Regions from separate parts of the Rattus norvegicus genome. Here region 1 is linked to region 2. Evidence: chromatin contacts called from public HiChIP or PLAC-seq data. All regions are on one chromosome and are shown on one strand. The core of a region is the stretch at or near the end of the contact, and the rest is flanking DNA. Distances in the headings are between cores, read along the strand shown.

Region 1 (3,168 bases), core at 319-2,818, 42 kb after region 2:
CATGTATCTGGTGCCTGCCTTGTCCCTCCTATCTCCACTCTGTTCTTTGTACGACACAGCTGCCTGGGAGTCCTTCTGAATCCCAGGAAAGAGCAGTGAGCCCAGGTCACAGCTTGTTAGCACCTGATCAAGAGCTACTGACAGGAAAGGAACCACCCTAAGACTGGGCCAATGTGCCTGCATCTTTGGAGGCCTGATGGTGAGGATGGCTTAGGTGAGGGAGGTGGCTGAGGGGAGGCCACAGCTTGGGAGGCAGCTGAGGACTTTGCATTGGTGTGCCCACAACCTTCTGGCAGATGCACCTGTCCTGTGGCATTCAGTAGGCATATGTCTCTGGTGTTGCCTGCTGAGACGGACTGTGGCACTGGAGAAACCCCTGGGCCCACTGGGTGAATGCACCCCACCCTGAGTCTAGTCCTCTGGAACAGGACAAAGTGGAAACACCTAAAACCACACTAGTTAGACCCGGGACAACCGGAGAGCTGAGATAGGCCAGGGAACAAAGTGCCATTGGGTCTCTGACTTACTCACAGGCCCAAACCTCAGCACAAGCATGGAGGGACTGCGGGTCACCCCGTGCACCAGATGTCCAAGTTCGTTATGCACATCCTTGACGGCTTCAGCCTCTTCCTGCCCAGCCAGGACCCAGCCTGGAGCCCTCACTTTCTGTGAGCCTAAGTAGAAAGCCAGGTTGCTCTATTCTGTAAGGGTGGCTCCCTGCAGGGTGGGAGCAGGGGCACAGGCTATTGGTGTAAACACAGGATGTTGGGGACACACCTTCAGTAGGGCTGTTTCCCACCGTCACTACAAGCTCCAGAGGTGACCTTCCTGAGCTGGTTTCATGGTCTTGGAGACTGAGGAGACTGAGGAGATTGAGGAACAGAGAGGTGGAACAACCTTCTCAAAGCTACTCACCGGACAAGGTAGAGTGGGTATTCTATCCACCCATATCTGTGGTTATCTTGCCTTCCCAGCCAGTGGAGACAGTGAAGGGGGCAGGCATGGGGGAGAGACTAAGGAATCTGTTCAGTCCCAGTTGCCCTCCTTGACAAGAGGAAAGTGGCGAGTGCTCACCAATCTGGCTTCCCAGACTGCTCTGGGTTTGAACTGAGATGAGGAAGTGGCCTGCCTTTGAGTTTCTGACACCCCGGCTCTCTGATCCTAGGCATCGGACAGGCCTCCAGCTAAGACCACACCGCTGCTACATCATAACCTGTCAGCATGAGGGGGAGACACTGCCCTCTTGCAGTCTCTGGAAACCAAAGTGGAATGTATCCTGCCTTCCACTCATCCCTTCTCTTCTCTCTTCCCTCCTTCCTTTTTTTCTTCTTTTCTTTTCTTTTTCTTTTTTTTTTTTCAGGGCTGGGGACCGAACCCAGGGCCTTGCGCTTACTAGGCAAGTGCTCTACCGCTGAGCTAAATCCCCAACCCCTCTTCCCTCCTTCCTTGTCCGGGCCTCACTCACCAAGTCTATCCTGGGCATCCTCCCTCTTGGCTCTGTCTTCTGTTCATTGCCTGGGTCAGCTTGGCGTGAGTCCAGGGTCACAGCAAGAGCTGAGCCTTCTATGGAAACACTGTTTTCTTCTCTGTTAGACCCAAATGGCTGGCCCGCTGCTGAGCTGAGCTGAGTAGGACCATGGATATGATGGTGTTAAAGGTTGGGAAGGGGGGGACCGGGGAATGACTAGGCCCTGAAGCATGGGAAGCAGAGGCTTCAGGAAGAGGACAGCAATTAGGACTGGCTGGAGGCCAGGCTGGTGTGGAGGAGGTGCCAGTGAATGAGGAGGAACCTTTATGAAGTCAGGTGGAGTTGACAGGGGCCCTGTCCTGTGGACTGGAAGTGCTCTGGGCATATGGGTTGCTGAGCATGGGGTAAGGGTTGACCAAAAACCAATGCTGGGACTTAAGCAATCCTGAGAGAGCCCAGTAGCCCTGAAGGCCCAGCCAGTGTCCACTGCCCTGGCAGGTGAGAGTTCGTGCTCTACAGTTTGTCCTCTAGGATGGCTGAGGTGAGCTGCTGGGTGAGCCCTGACACAGGAGGCCCACCAACATCCCCTCAGGGCCCCAGGCATTTGTACCCCACGGCCCCTCCCCCAACATCCACAATAGGGTGTGCCAAGTGTGGTGACATCAAAACCCCACCCAGGGCAGGCCTCTCCCCTTCCCCCTGCTTGTTTCTGCTAAGAAAATGAGGCTTGTTCTCCCCTTTGCTTAGCCATCCCTGCTCAGCAGCTGAGCCAATGAGAGACAAGGAAGTTCCGCTCAGCAGGAGGTTTCCCCTGTTGGTGATCCCCACAAATAGCCTAGTTCCTCAGACTAACAGTCCCTGAGCTCACTCTCCAAATGGTACTGGCAAAGTCCTCCAGCCTAGGAACCCATATGGCCCCATGGTGGAACAAGGGTCACTGCTCTTGGGACACATTGGGGGGAGCGTGGGGGTATCAAAACAGAGGGCCTAGAAAGGGAGTGAGGAAGGAGGGTTCTCCTCTGAGAAGCCCTTTGGGAGGTGGGCTACCAGGCCTGCTGCCTAGTGAGGCCAGGGGTGAGATTAGTGAAGATTAGTGAAGCAGTCTGTAGACATCCTGCTTGCTGCTCAGAAGCTGGGGCGGGCTGCCGGGTGGTGGGGCGTTCTAAGGCATGGGCATCATCCATGCCATGTTCTGTGTTGGTTCCCACAGGACTTGTAGGTTTCTTCTAGCCCTGACCCTTTGAGGCTGCTAGGGTCTTAAGTGGACACGTAGCTCAGGCTATTGTCCAGCCACACTCAGCTACTACAACACCTCCTCCTTCTCCCGTGCCTACTCCATTTTGTCCTCTGTCCCTAGTATGTGGTCCTGCTCTCAGTAGTCTTTCACACCTGTCCCACCACTTGACTTTCAGTGTGTGTAATTAAATGAAGAAGTGCCTCTTTGTTTTTTGTCACCTTGATAATACAACAGGTCATCTTGGAAGAGAGAGCCTCAGTTGAGAAAATGCCTGTGAGCAAGTTCGTGGGGGCATTTCCTTGATTACTGATTGATGGGAGAAGGTCCAGTCCACTGGGGGCGGTGCTATTTCCTGGGCAGGAAGAGTGGGCCTGGATTCTGTAAGAAAGCAGGCAGGACAAGCCATGGAGAGCAAGCCAGTGTACAGCATTCCTCCGTGGTCTCTGCTTCAGTTCCTGCTTCC
Region 2 (3,369 bases), core at 160-2,659:
GCCCTGTGGTAGGGACTCGGTAGAGCCACTCCGGTATAACACTGTAGGGCTCCTGCCCTTCTGGCCCTGAGACTCTAGCCCTGGGAGCTGGGGCCACAATACACTCTTCCCCAGAAAGAATGAAGCTCACTAGTTGTGACTGTCCTCGGTCACGGGCAGTTGTAGAAAATGAAAGTTGATCAGGACAGGATGTGTCCTGGATTTTTTTTTCTCCCTTCTCCTAAACTGTATGTTATGAGGTTGTCTGCACTGATGTAGTGTGGCTGTAGGACAGGCCAGGGTCATGGTGATCTCCAGAACTTATAGAACAGGTCACTGGGAGCAGTTAAAGGCCCCGGCAGAGCCAGCAAGCCCAGGCTACCTTTACCCAGTGTGTTCAGGTCCTCCCTCGTGGCAGTCCGATACAACGAGGAATGAACTTTCCTGGGAAGCGGGACACACGAGGAACTTTTGAATTTACCAATGGCATAAAAAATTATATTTTTTATTACAACGGGCAAGTTTCAATTGGTTGACAGAAATGGCGAGATATGACGTCAAAGGACACTGGTTAGAATGCCAAGGCCAGTGGGGAGGTGGAGGGGGGAGACAGGCACAGAGATTGTGGGATGGGCCCTGGAGGCCTTGTTCTCCCTGGCCCTGGTCGTCAACGGGCTATCATACACCTCCAGAACCAGCCAGGTCCAAGTGGCTGTGATCCAGGGCATGTCTGGACAGGAGGAGGGAATCCAAGTCTAGGGACCCTGTGTTCACATGTGTCTCTGAGAGCCTGAGGCCCAGGCTGGCCTCTGTTTGGAAAACGCTTGTGCACGCCAGTGAAGCGATCTGGAAGACGCTGCGGCCTCCTTGGCATTCTAACCAGTAACCAGGTCCTGGAGCCCAGCCGTCCCATTCCCCCTTTTAGGGGCCCGGGGTGGCCTGGAGCCAGCAGTGTTGCTGTAGGGCTGAGAGCAAAGCCATGGCCTTGAACTACCCCCGCAGCTCCTGTGCCCCAGTCCTAATAGCAGGAAGTTGTTTCCAGCGGGAAAGGAGCGAGCCTGGAGGTGGGCACCAGCTCTGGGCAACATGCCTCTGCGAATCCCATGCCTCCCCAGGCACCTTGCACGGCCCCTTTGCATGCTCAGTTCTGTGCATTACTTCCCATACCCATTAGCTAGGTTGTGTGCCCTCCCTGCCGCACCCCGCTGGGCACCGCGCCCCTTGCTCCGTTGGACTGGCTGGGTCGCCCATGCGCGCGCCCCTTCCTGCGGGAAGCCACTGCCACTATCCGGCCCACCATGCTGTCTCAGTACCCTATCTAGAGCTCGGCGACCCTGGCGGCTGTCCTCAGCGCGCACTGGGCTGCGGGCGGGCAGAGAGGATCGCTGTCGACCGATGGTCCCAATCGGCCCCGAGCGTGCACGCGCGTCTTGGTACTGCCCGCAATCATGGCAGCCAGAGCTTTGGAGCGCAGCCGCGGAGCGCGCCCAGGCAGCCGCCTCCGTGCCAAGGCGGCGCGGGCAGGGGACGCGCTCCTGCTCAGCCCTCCCCGCTGCTTTGGCCCCGGGGCTCTACCGGTGGGTCTCCGCCGTGCGGTGCCCAGTGGGGTGGGCGCGCGAAGGCGACGGGCGGGGCCGCGGGACGGGCGCGCGCAAGCGGGGAGCGCCTCGGGCGGCGTGCCCGCGGGGACGCGCACGCGGAGCTGCGGGGCCAGGCGCGGGGCCGGGGCGGCGAATCCGCAGCTCCCGCCGCCCGCCCAGCCCGAGCGCGCCCGTCTGGGTGGGGGCCGTCCGGGAGGGGCGGCGCCCGGACGCACCGGCCCGCAGCGGGCACAGCGGCCTCGTTGGTATTCCGGGCGCGTTCGCAGCCCTGACCTCCCAGCGAAGCAGGGGTGCCCCGGTGCTCGGGCACGGCCGCCGCCGCCCCCGGCGGTCTCTCCAGGACGCAGGGCGCGCGGGCGCCTCGCTTCCCTCGTCCCCTCCTCCCCGGTCCCCCGTGCCCCCTCCCCCGCCCCGATCCGGCGGCGAAGGGGTGGGCAGGGAAACGCGCTCTCTGGGACAGGTGCCAACTCCGAGACAAAAGACATAAAATAGGCGGCAACGGGGGAAGCGCGGCCAGCGCGCTCGGGCGGGGACCGCGGCGCCGCGGGGGCCGCATCCTCGGTGCGGGCCGGGGAAAGTTTGGGAAGTCGGTGCGACCGCTCTGCGGCTGCGGGGGACGCGCGGCCCAGGCCGCCCTCCGAGCCGCGCTCGTCCTCTCCGCGCCGCTGCTGAATAATTCATGGCGCGCCCGCCGGCCATTAGCATGCACCGGGCGCGCGGCGCGTCTGTGCCAAGCCGCCACTGCATTCGGAACCCGGGCAGCGCCAGACGAGTGGCCCGCTCTGTCCCGGTGCCCTCTGGTCGCCCCCGGTGGCTCTCACTGTGGTCCCGCCCGCGCGCTGGGCCGCTGGGTCCCGAGCCCGCCCGACGGCCAGGCTCTGAGCGTCCGGGCCCGCTGCGCCCGCCTGGCCGCTCCGGGATGCACGTGAACTTGGAGAAAGTCACGGAGCACGCTGGCCCGGTCCTCCGCGGCAGGGCGTGGGCGCACGCGGGCCCGCACGCTCTCGTTAGCGTCCGGGACAAAGGTCTCCAGTGGCGCCAGCCGTGGACGCGTGACTCGATCCTTCGCGCCACTCTTTTGCGTGTTGGGTCGTTGGATGTAAGACTGCAGAAACCCGGAGAGCCGTGGGTCCGGGGTTTGGGGCCTCGCCGTGCGCTGGCCAGAGGCCATTCCACCCTTCGAAGAGTTGCGGGAGCGGCTCCGCACTGCCCTTGGCTGTTCCTGTGCGCCCAGGAGCCGAACGCAAGTCACCCCGGACTCCAGCCAGCGGCTGCGGGCATGCCAGCACAGCGCTAGCGGCGGCCAAGAGGTGGTCTGGCAGGGCGGTGGACCTGTGCGCTGCGGGCATGATCAAGGTTGGAGAGGTAAGAGCTTTTTCACTTTAGCTACTTGGCATTTAAATATTTAATGGACAGATTTCTAAGAGGGGTCTGTCCTCCTCAGGGGCTGCCTTTGAGAGTCGGGGACACATCCTCGGTAGGTTGCTCTTGAACCCGAAGCCAGCCAGCTTGCAAAGAACGTCACACTGTCCTCTATCCAGAACTTGGGATTTGTGAAGCACAGCTTCTGATCTCAGGTTGCGGGGGGGGGGGCGGGGGGGTTGCTAGCCACGTAGAAATTTTATCGAGCATATAAAATAATTATAGCAGGGATTTTTAAACAATAGAACGGAGAAAACATCTGTTGGGCGGTGGTGTTTGGAACTGTTATTTTGAAGCCTAAGTCCTTTCTCAAAAATTTGAACTGTTTTGCTAAACCCTTTTTACTTTAAAAATATTATTTAATGCT

The links. HiChIP or PLAC-seq counts read pairs in DNA pulled down with a chosen protein or histone mark.
Region 1: a contact with region 2 is called in an H3K27ac HiChIP or PLAC-seq map of oligodendrocytes, with 4 times the contacts expected there. The contact joins two enhancer-like sites. A contact is called at or near these places in 7 of 12 Hi-C or Micro-C datasets (Schwann cells, frontal cortex, kidney and 3 more) and 1 of 1 datasets of contacts at active chromatin or transcription factors (oligodendrocytes).

The regions. Positions count from the first base shown.
Region 1 is chr7:118,687,218-118,690,385 of GRCr8, forward strand. No RefSeq gene overlaps it. Among named protein-coding and RNA genes, the nearest start is that of Mirlet7b, 4.8 kb to the left of the region's middle. Within about 2 kb of position 1,569, at least 7 of the 93 cell types and tissues checked have an H3K27ac peak or open chromatin away from gene starts, as enhancers often do. A contact at or near this core is called in Schwann cells, where this site is marked.
Region 2 is chr7:118,645,757-118,649,125 of GRCr8, forward strand. No RefSeq gene overlaps it. Among named protein-coding and RNA genes, the nearest start is that of Mirlet7c2, 36 kb to the right of the region's middle. Within about 2 kb of position 1,410, at least 75 of the 93 cell types and tissues checked have an H3K27ac peak or open chromatin away from gene starts, as enhancers often do. A contact at or near this core is called in Schwann cells, where this site is marked.